Linked DNA regions of Mus musculus: region 1 is linked to region 2. The links are chromatin contacts, called in public capture Hi-C maps. All regions are on one chromosome and are shown on one strand. Each heading gives the region's core, a stretch centred on a gene start, on an enhancer-like site or on the middle of the called end of the contact. The rest is flanking DNA. Distances are from core to core; before and after follow the strand shown. Region 1 overlaps Ascc1 (activating signal cointegrator 1 complex subunit 1). Region 2 overlaps P4ha1 (procollagen-proline, 2-oxoglutarate 4-dioxygenase (proline 4-hydroxylase), alpha 1 polypeptide).

The links. Capture Hi-C pulls out chosen DNA fragments and counts their contacts.
Region 1: a contact with region 2 is called in a capture Hi-C map of embryonic stem cells, with 2.8 times the contacts expected there. The contact joins two enhancer-like sites. A contact is called at or near these places in 3 of 39 promoter capture datasets (liver, pre-B cells and second pharyngeal arch cranial neural crest), 3 of 115 datasets of contacts at active chromatin or transcription factors (acute myeloid leukemia and embryonic stem cells) and 1 of 9 other capture datasets (embryonic stem cells).

Annotation. Positions count from the first base shown.
Region 1 is chr10:60,025,736-60,029,814 of GRCm38.p6, reverse strand. The region is part of intron 5 of Ascc1 (activating signal cointegrator 1 complex subunit 1); the gene reads right to left. Among named protein-coding and RNA genes, the nearest start is that of Anapc16, 25 kb to the right of the region's middle. Within about 2 kb of position 1,419, at least 113 of the 459 cell types and tissues checked have an H3K27ac peak or open chromatin away from gene starts, as enhancers often do. A contact at or near this core is called in embryonic stem cells, where this site is marked.
Region 2 is chr10:59,353,045-59,357,193 of GRCm38.p6, reverse strand. It overlaps P4ha1 (procollagen-proline, 2-oxoglutarate 4-dioxygenase (proline 4-hydroxylase), alpha 1 polypeptide), which reads right to left. Exons shown (of 15, transcript NM_001316371.1): 9 at 1,774-1,844. Among named protein-coding and RNA genes, the nearest start is that of P4ha1, 32 kb to the right of the region's middle. Within about 2 kb of position 2,648, at least 9 of the 459 cell types and tissues checked have an H3K27ac peak or open chromatin away from gene starts, as enhancers often do. A contact at or near this core is called in embryonic stem cells, where this site is marked.

The DNA of each region.
Region 1 (4,079 bases), core at 170-2,669, 670 kb before region 2:
TTGAACTCAGAAATCCGCCTGCCTCTGCCTCCCAAGTGCTGGGATTAAAGGCGTGCACCACCACACCTGGCTATACTGTTTCTGTCAAGGGTTTTGTCACAATCACAGGAAGCCAGCTAATCCACCTTACCATACCCTTTGCAAGGCTATCACCTTTATCTGCTTGAGTTCGATTGCCAGGGAAACACTGAATACTGAGAAACTAAATGCACAACAGAGCACAGAACAAAGGAGCCGCTCAAGGTCACATAACCTCAAGTCTTTAGGAGGTTTTGAGTCATGAGGTTATCCGGTCTTTAGCTCTACTGGAAATTCATAAGTAACCTTACTGGGAAATCTTTTAATAAGTAGAGAAACACTAAATTTTACCCTGCCTAATACTGCCACCACCAAAATAAACATAAAAATAAGCCAACCATATCTCTTCTAGCATGGTCTAAATTTAATATAAGACCAAACGATCTCTAAGACAGTGGTCTAAGTCTCCAGGGCCATTGTTCCCCTTTGCTCGGAATAGAGACTCCTACCTCAAGCCTGCTCATGGAAACGCATCAAGACCAACATCAAGTTCTTTACCCCAGGGTTTAATTACACTGGGCCCTGCTCCAAGTCTGCCATTATTTGGAGCTGGAACTGTTCTGCTCCATTAGGTTGGCCACCCAGGCTGGCGCCTGAAAATTCTAATGCTATTGACCTTCCACCCAGGAGAGGCAAGCAGGAAGTAACAGGAGGTTCCCGGGCAGCTCTGTCTGGATGAAAATAAGCATGCTTCCTTATGGCAAAGTCACATCTCCGAGGTTCTGCTTCTTTACACGTTAAGTAGGGTCTCAAAACAAATCCAAAGCAGCCTCCATCAGAGAAGTGCGTTGAAGCCCAAGCCAGAGTTCAGAGCCCCCAGTGTACGGCCTTAACTCTGCACCAAGCTGCTGCTTGTGGCCTACCACTGGCAACCACATCATCACCTCGGGCTTGCTCTGATTTGAGCTTCTTTTCTATCCTAGGAACCGAACTTACAGCTTCTCACATGCTAGGCAAGCATGCTACCACTGAGCTACATCCTGGCCCTTCTTTATGTTGAGACAGAATCTCACTAAGTTATTCAAGCCATCCTTTTACTCCATAGATAGCCCAGCGAGGGCCTGCACCTGCCATCCTTCTGCCTCAGTACCCCAGCAGCTAAGGTGGACAGCATCACACCCTCAGGCCCATCTCATGTCTGGTCTGGCACCCCAGGAAATGCTGGCGATGTACCTCTAGCACTGACAAGCTTGGGGGAGAGGCCCAGACAGTGAATGCTCCACCATGGAGCACTCCTTCTGCTTCCTTACCACTCAAGAGCAAGAGCCGAGCAGAGGGGAGCTTGCACGGGTGCACCTGCCTGTGGGCGTGCCTGCAAGCAGACAGGAAGCTCCCAGGCCTACAAGGCCGTGCTCACTGTGCAATGACTAAGAAACGAGCTTAGAAGAATCTGATCACTGTGCTCTGCCTTGACAGTAGATGCTGACTAGCAGGGACAAAAATAATCATCAATTATATACACGTCTGTCATCTTTTAGCAGGTCCAGGAGTTATGAAAGCTTGAGCCTTACTTGGCATTACTGTCCCAGGCTCTAATTCCACTGTTACCAGCCCACTGTGGCTAGACAAATCATTTCATGTTTCTCAGCTTCAGCTTCCTCTTCCATGAAAGAAGAGAGATCGCCTACCTTACCTCTAAGTCAAAGGTCCTATGCATCATTCACACAAAGCCCATGAATACGGAAGGACCTGCTAAGAAAATAGATAGGCCTTTGTGACAGACTCACCAACTCACTTCCTGGGACCCTGTGCAAACAGAAAGGAAATAAACATAAGGGCCTGCCTTCTTGCTCATTATATTTATTATTTTATGGCAAAGCTCCAACAAAGCACTTCAGGCAAATGATGTAAACTTCATCAGCATAGGAAGTTATTCAAATAAGGCAGAGTGCTGAGTGTTTGGCTCTGTAACCAGACACACCTAGCTGCTCTCAGCTCAGCATCTGTGAAACACCTCTGTCTCAGGCCATTCAGGAGACTGAATGAAATTTAATGAGGTCTCTGGCACACAGCAGCAGGGCTTCCTCCTGCTTTTTACATGCCTAGGTTTACACAAACCACTCTACAGTCCCCGTGCTAGCAGGACTGGGAACTAAATTAGGCTCTGCTGAGTCATTTTCATTATTCCTTTAAAATGTTTAGGAAAACCGACTTCCTCTGAGAGCCTCTATGTGTTATTAATGAATACTTTGTTGAGCTATATAAACTGATTCTTCTGGCTTATAAATTCTCTCTATTCAGAAAGTAGAGAGGTTCTTAGTAAGACAGAACAGTCAAGAATCAGCCATCATGTACCAGAGAAAAGAGCTTCACCATACAGTGCTTAAGTTTCCAGCCACTAAAGAGAAGAGCCTCTCCCTTCCTAAAGGAGGGACGCACTTCGGTTCTGTGAGAGCCGTGGCGACAAGCTTATGTTCCTCAAAGCTTAATGTGCCTCCCAAAGCAGCTTATAAGCATTAGTGCATTAGTGAGCACTGCTTCCAACAAAAGTGGGTCTCAAAGGCGGACCCTGATGACTCTGACCTCAGTGACTATCCAACCAAACTGGACCGAGGTAGCTCAGCTTCTACTCTGATTCTCCCACTCCCGTGCCCCCTTTCAGCAAAGCTAGGCACGGAACCCAGAGTCTCAGAACACTGGACACTGGGGAAGCACTCCACCACTGAACAGCACTCCCTGCCCCTCAGCAGGAACCTGACACCACTGTGTCCCTTGCTGCTGCTCTCTAATCCATAGGGATACTCCAAATCCTGATTGGTGTAATGATGTTTAACAACACAGCCAGCTGACACTCGTGCAGCACTAGCTACATGCCGTGGTCTGCTCTGAAATGACGTCATCTTCTTCATCCTGCAACACTGTGACTCCCGAACTATTACTACCTTCACTTTAGAGAAACTCTCCAAACATCCCAAATATGCCAGGCACCCTGGCTTCTCTCAAGAGGCGCTATGAACAGGCTCCTAACTGGTACCAGGCTCTTTCACCTCAGGCATCCTCCACAGCACCTTCATGACTATTTTTCAACAATGCTAAATTTACCACCCCAGGTTTTTACAGGAGATAAGCAGGTTAGGCTTCCTCAGGAGCTGGAAGCTATTTACCTGTCCTCTCTGGATCTACATCACTCCCGCCTACCCACTTTCCCGTCCTGAGAAACTGCATCCTTCTGTGAACAACTCCAGGGGAGCCCAGCAGAAATCCCCGCCCTTCCTTCAAGATTCTCCATGTCACTGGCCTTAGCAAGCCTTCTCCTCCGGGTGCCCAGCACATGGCTCCAGCAGCTCTCCCCTGGCAATACTAGTTCTGGGAGAAGTCTGCCCCTTTTGCCCCCTGAAAAAGGATGTGGAATCTTTAAGGAAAGAGCTCACTATAAGATAAAATACAGATTTAATTACTATGTGTTATGTCTACCCAGCATGTGGTAGGCATTTAATAAAGCATATGAACTGAAAAAGCAAAAAACAAACAAACAAAAAAACCCTGTAAGTCCTGCCCTCCATCCAAATGGCAACTCTGTGAGCACTGTGAGCATCTCCCTTCTCTTCTGTCCTAAGCGACATCAGAACTCGAGGGGCTTGTGACTCCTCTTACAGCCAGACTACCTCCACTAAATCACTTCATAAGGTACCTACAAACTTTCCAATTTCCTTAACATATAAGGAATTCTAAATTATATGTTAAAGCTTATACATAATTTCCTTCTTCAGTGAATAATCCTAGTGACCCCAGACCCAAGAGCCATTTCAGCCCAGGGACAGCCTCACACAGTATGAAAACCAAGGCTCTGAAGCTACAGGAGATTCAGGTTCTCTGGACAGCCTGAAAAATCCCCGGTTGGTGCAGACAGATCTATAAGCCTTCGGCATGCTCCACCACACACAGTTTTGAATTACTGTGTTTCATTACTGATGCGCCTTCGAGCAGGTCCCGCTGTGAGATCAAGTGGAATTACAGCGGCAACAGTGGCTACAGATGATCGAGATACTCGGGGCTCTAAT
Region 2 (4,149 bases), core at 1,399-3,898:
GAGAGGGGAGGGGAGAGAGGGGAGGAGAGGGGAGGGGAGAGGGGAGAGGAGGAGGGAGGTGGTATTAGGTACTTGTCCTATCAAGGCACAGCAAGCAACCTAACTTTCCCTACGCCTTCTTTCAGTTGTGACATGTAGTGAGAGCTGTTAACCTTGCTCAAAGAGCCACCACCAACACAGAATGACCTGATTCAAAATATCAATTGTCAACCATAGTGGCACTTGCCAATAGGCAAATGCTAAAGAGGATACAGCAGGATGATCAAGTCACATGCTAACTTGGGCTACACCTTAGACCTTAGACAGGGAACATATTTCAGTGGTCCAGTGCTTGCCCAGCTAGAAGCCCTAGGTTCAACGCCCAATACTACAAAGTAACCAAAAAAAATTTTAAAAAAAAGGAAAAAAAAATATGAACAAAGTTTTAATATCAAAAATGTTGATGCTGAGAAATCTTAATCTAGAGTTCTAACTTTACACCAAAAAGTACATTCATCACATTGTAGTTTTCTAGTACAAAAAAATTTATATTTCCTGTTACATAAATGCTCATGTTAAAAATAATATCTTTAGCAAAGTAGCTCAGATACAAGATTATACCATGAAAACCTGAGTTCCATCTCCATAAAAACAAACAAGCAAGCAAACAAAACCCACATCTGGCCAGGCAGTGGGGGTTTGTGCCTTTAATCCCAGCACTTGAGAGACAGAGGGAGGCAGATCTCTGTGAGTCGAGGTTAGCCTGGTCTATGTAGAGAATCTTTTGTCTCAAAAAAAATGAAACAAAACAAAATGTCTGTAACTCTAGCCCTCCTATGCAAAGATGAGAGGAGACTCGATCACCTGGAACCTCAGGGCCCAGCAGGCCTCAGTGCACAGCATGGCACACATAGAAAGTAAGACCATGCTTCAACAGGGGAGAGTGGAGAACAGGCTCACAGATGCAGAGACCCTCTGACCTCCACGTGCCCTCTGTACCATGCACACACCCAGACCCACACACACTCATCACAAAACACCTTAAAACAATTTCAAAAAATAGTAGCTTCTGATTGAATTGTTTCAGCTATTATTATACACATTAATCTAAGCAATTGATTGAGCAATTACTATCAATATAAATAACAAGATGGGCAATGTATAAAATTAAATGTTTATAACAAGATTATTTCTATAATTGTTGCATCTGTGGAAAAATATTACTTAGGGTTAGACTAAAACAATTCAGTGCAATGACATTCCTGTTTTCACTGTGATCTGAGCAGCCTTTTATCCCGTGAGCCAACAGAGAGGTCAATGCTATACTAACTCACTCAGCCCCTAACTCTGAGTTATGCAGCTGAGTTGTACCATGGTTAACTCTAAAAGTTACTTCTAAATGTTGCTAAAAGCAAGGGATTTTAAACTGACTTATAGTAGCTTCTTTGTCCTTCTAGACATTTCTTCAACAGCTACTAGTGACCCATATAGCCCCAGCTTCACGGCAGAGTTTGCCTTGGGTCTTGCTCTGGGCAGAGCCTTTTAGAAGTTCTTCCCTATCGGTTGGCACTGCCAGAGCTTCCCCTGGCATTCACTGTATACTAGTCAATGACTAGGAATTGCATGGAACTGCCTGTATCTGTCTATTGGTCCATCGTGAAAATCAAGTACACATACCAAAAGCTTGATCTGAAATCTAGGTCTTAGAAACTATATCATATAAATATGGTCAAAATTAGATCCTCAGGAAAGAGCACTCCAAATATGCCTCAAGTTCTGTCCATTCTCCCTTACCTCTTAGATACTCTGTACTGTGCTGTGGTCAATTTCCCCGTCTCAGGGTCATGTACTGTAGCTCGGCTCAGCTACAAAAAGAAAAAAGAGAAAGGACAAGGCTTACACTCCAGCAGGCTGTCTCTGGGCTTTGTTCTCTGTTTTGCCAAGCCACAGGTGATTGGAAGGATTGATTGGTCTGCCTGGTGGGTAATGGTTCGAATCATAAAACACTCAGAAAGGTGGCAAGAAGAGCCACTCGTTCGTTCGTCCGGAGAGAATCTGACTGTAAATGTATTTATTGTCCTTTCACTTTTTTAAGACTAAACCCTTTGAGGCGTATGTCAATGATCTGCAGCAGTGGGTTTCACAGGAGCTCTCCCAAGTCTAGAAGTTTAATGCTTCAAATATAGATCAACAAGTTTTCTAAATTAGTTGATCATTTTGAAACTTTCATCAAGACAAGCTGGCTTTTCTCTAAACCATCCAAGTCAACGGAGGTGGGAAGTGATTTGGAAGGCTGAGCTCAGAAGCACAGCTGCTCTTTCCAGAGCCAACTTGTAGGCCAGTGGCTTGGTTTTTGTTTTTGTTTTAATAAAAAACTTCAGACCAGATTACTCCATATGACAAGGACAGCCTGGAGGTAAAAGACAACAGCAGACAATCACCACAGGGGAGGGTGTGTGAGCAGCACTCCACCCTGGGTGAACACACTGCCTCTTTTTTCTTTCTTAATTTCACATGCTCACAACAAAGGCAAAAGAAAAGGACCAGGCAATTTCCTGAGTGTTTAATACCTGATCATGACAATGCACTTAGTTCCTGAAACTCGAGGCCAATCAGAGATTAAAAACCAGAACTTCTAGTCAAGGGAAAACCCGTGAAACACAAGCACTCATTCACGCACTGCTCTGGAGTGTATGGCGGCCACTTGAGCTGGAGACTGGAGACGATCCACTTCGGTTAAGAAGAATTCTGGTAGGATGTTCAAAACGCTCGTTAGGAGGAAAGTATGTGGCATCCAATCTTACCTTTTGCTAATTCTGTAATGTACCGTCTCCAAGGCTCCTGTTACTGGGTTTGAAATGGTGGCTCGCCTCAGCTGTGAAGCCAACCGTCAAAACAGTTGCATTACAAGACAAAAAAACGATCACATTTCCCTAACCAGCCACAATGCTGGGTTTTCTTTTCTTTCTTCTTTAAACAAAAGAAGGTGAATAGAAAATAACTCAATACCCTTCCAATCACCTTGTGTCGCGCCTTGAAAGCCAGTTAGTTTTATGTTTCTTAAAAACTATTTTACTTGCTTTTCACTGCGTGAATAGAGGTCACACAAACAGAAAAGGTTGGAATTAATTTCTTCAGTAGGATAGAACATTGATAACGTGAAGAAAAGGCTCTAAAATGCAAAGTACCATTGATATTATAAGAATGGCCATTTGTAACTAATTAATCATGGACTCTAAAACCTCAGATTGTGACTCGTGACAACATGATTAGAGGGTCCCAATATTGTCTAAAATTTATTTTAAGGTCATTCTTTCCTCTTTTCAAGAGAAAGTGTGTACTTAACAGTATGTACAGTAAAACAGCCTTTCCACAGCCATGCAGGTAAAAGGAATGCATAGTCTTAACAGAAATGCTGACAGCCAAGAGAATAAAAAAAACAAAATTTAAATGGGAGGTTGATGCTGAAATAACAGAAAAATTAACTTTCACTGCCACTAAATTTACTGCTCAAAAATAATCTCAACTAAAACATTTCCTATGAAGCCTGGGGCCTTCCATCTCAAAAGTGAATTCTTAACAAAGATTCTACCAAGAAATACTGGTAAACTGGGTCTGACTATAAATAAGGGACCGAGTTAGGAATTCTAAAGAGAATGAGAAAATATGGAATGATTTTAAGAGGTTTTCTGCTAGGCAGCCAATTTGCTATATCTCTGGACAGCACCCATTGCATCACAAAAACTACATGATTTAAGGGGGGAAAAAAAGTGTTAATTTGGAAAAATAATAAAACTTTAAAAACTTTGAAATTTATCTAAGTATATACACACCTGGCCAGCAAACCCACTAGCCAAATAAACTGCCATCAGCTTTTAGAAATAAAATCTTGATTGTACCATAACCACCTCATTTATTTTCCTATTTTCTTTGGCTGCCTTTACACCAGATGGCAGAGCTGAGCAGTCGTGACAAGAGACCACACAGATGACAAAGCCCTCTAGAACATTTGCTACCTCAGCCTTTAGAGAAATAGATCAACCTTACATGTTATGGAAGAAAAACTAATAATCAGAATGTACTTAATAATGTCTACAAAAGTTTGCATTTTATCTTTAATAAGATGTACTGTCTTAAAGAACAAGATGGTAGGAAAAGGTAAGGGCAGAG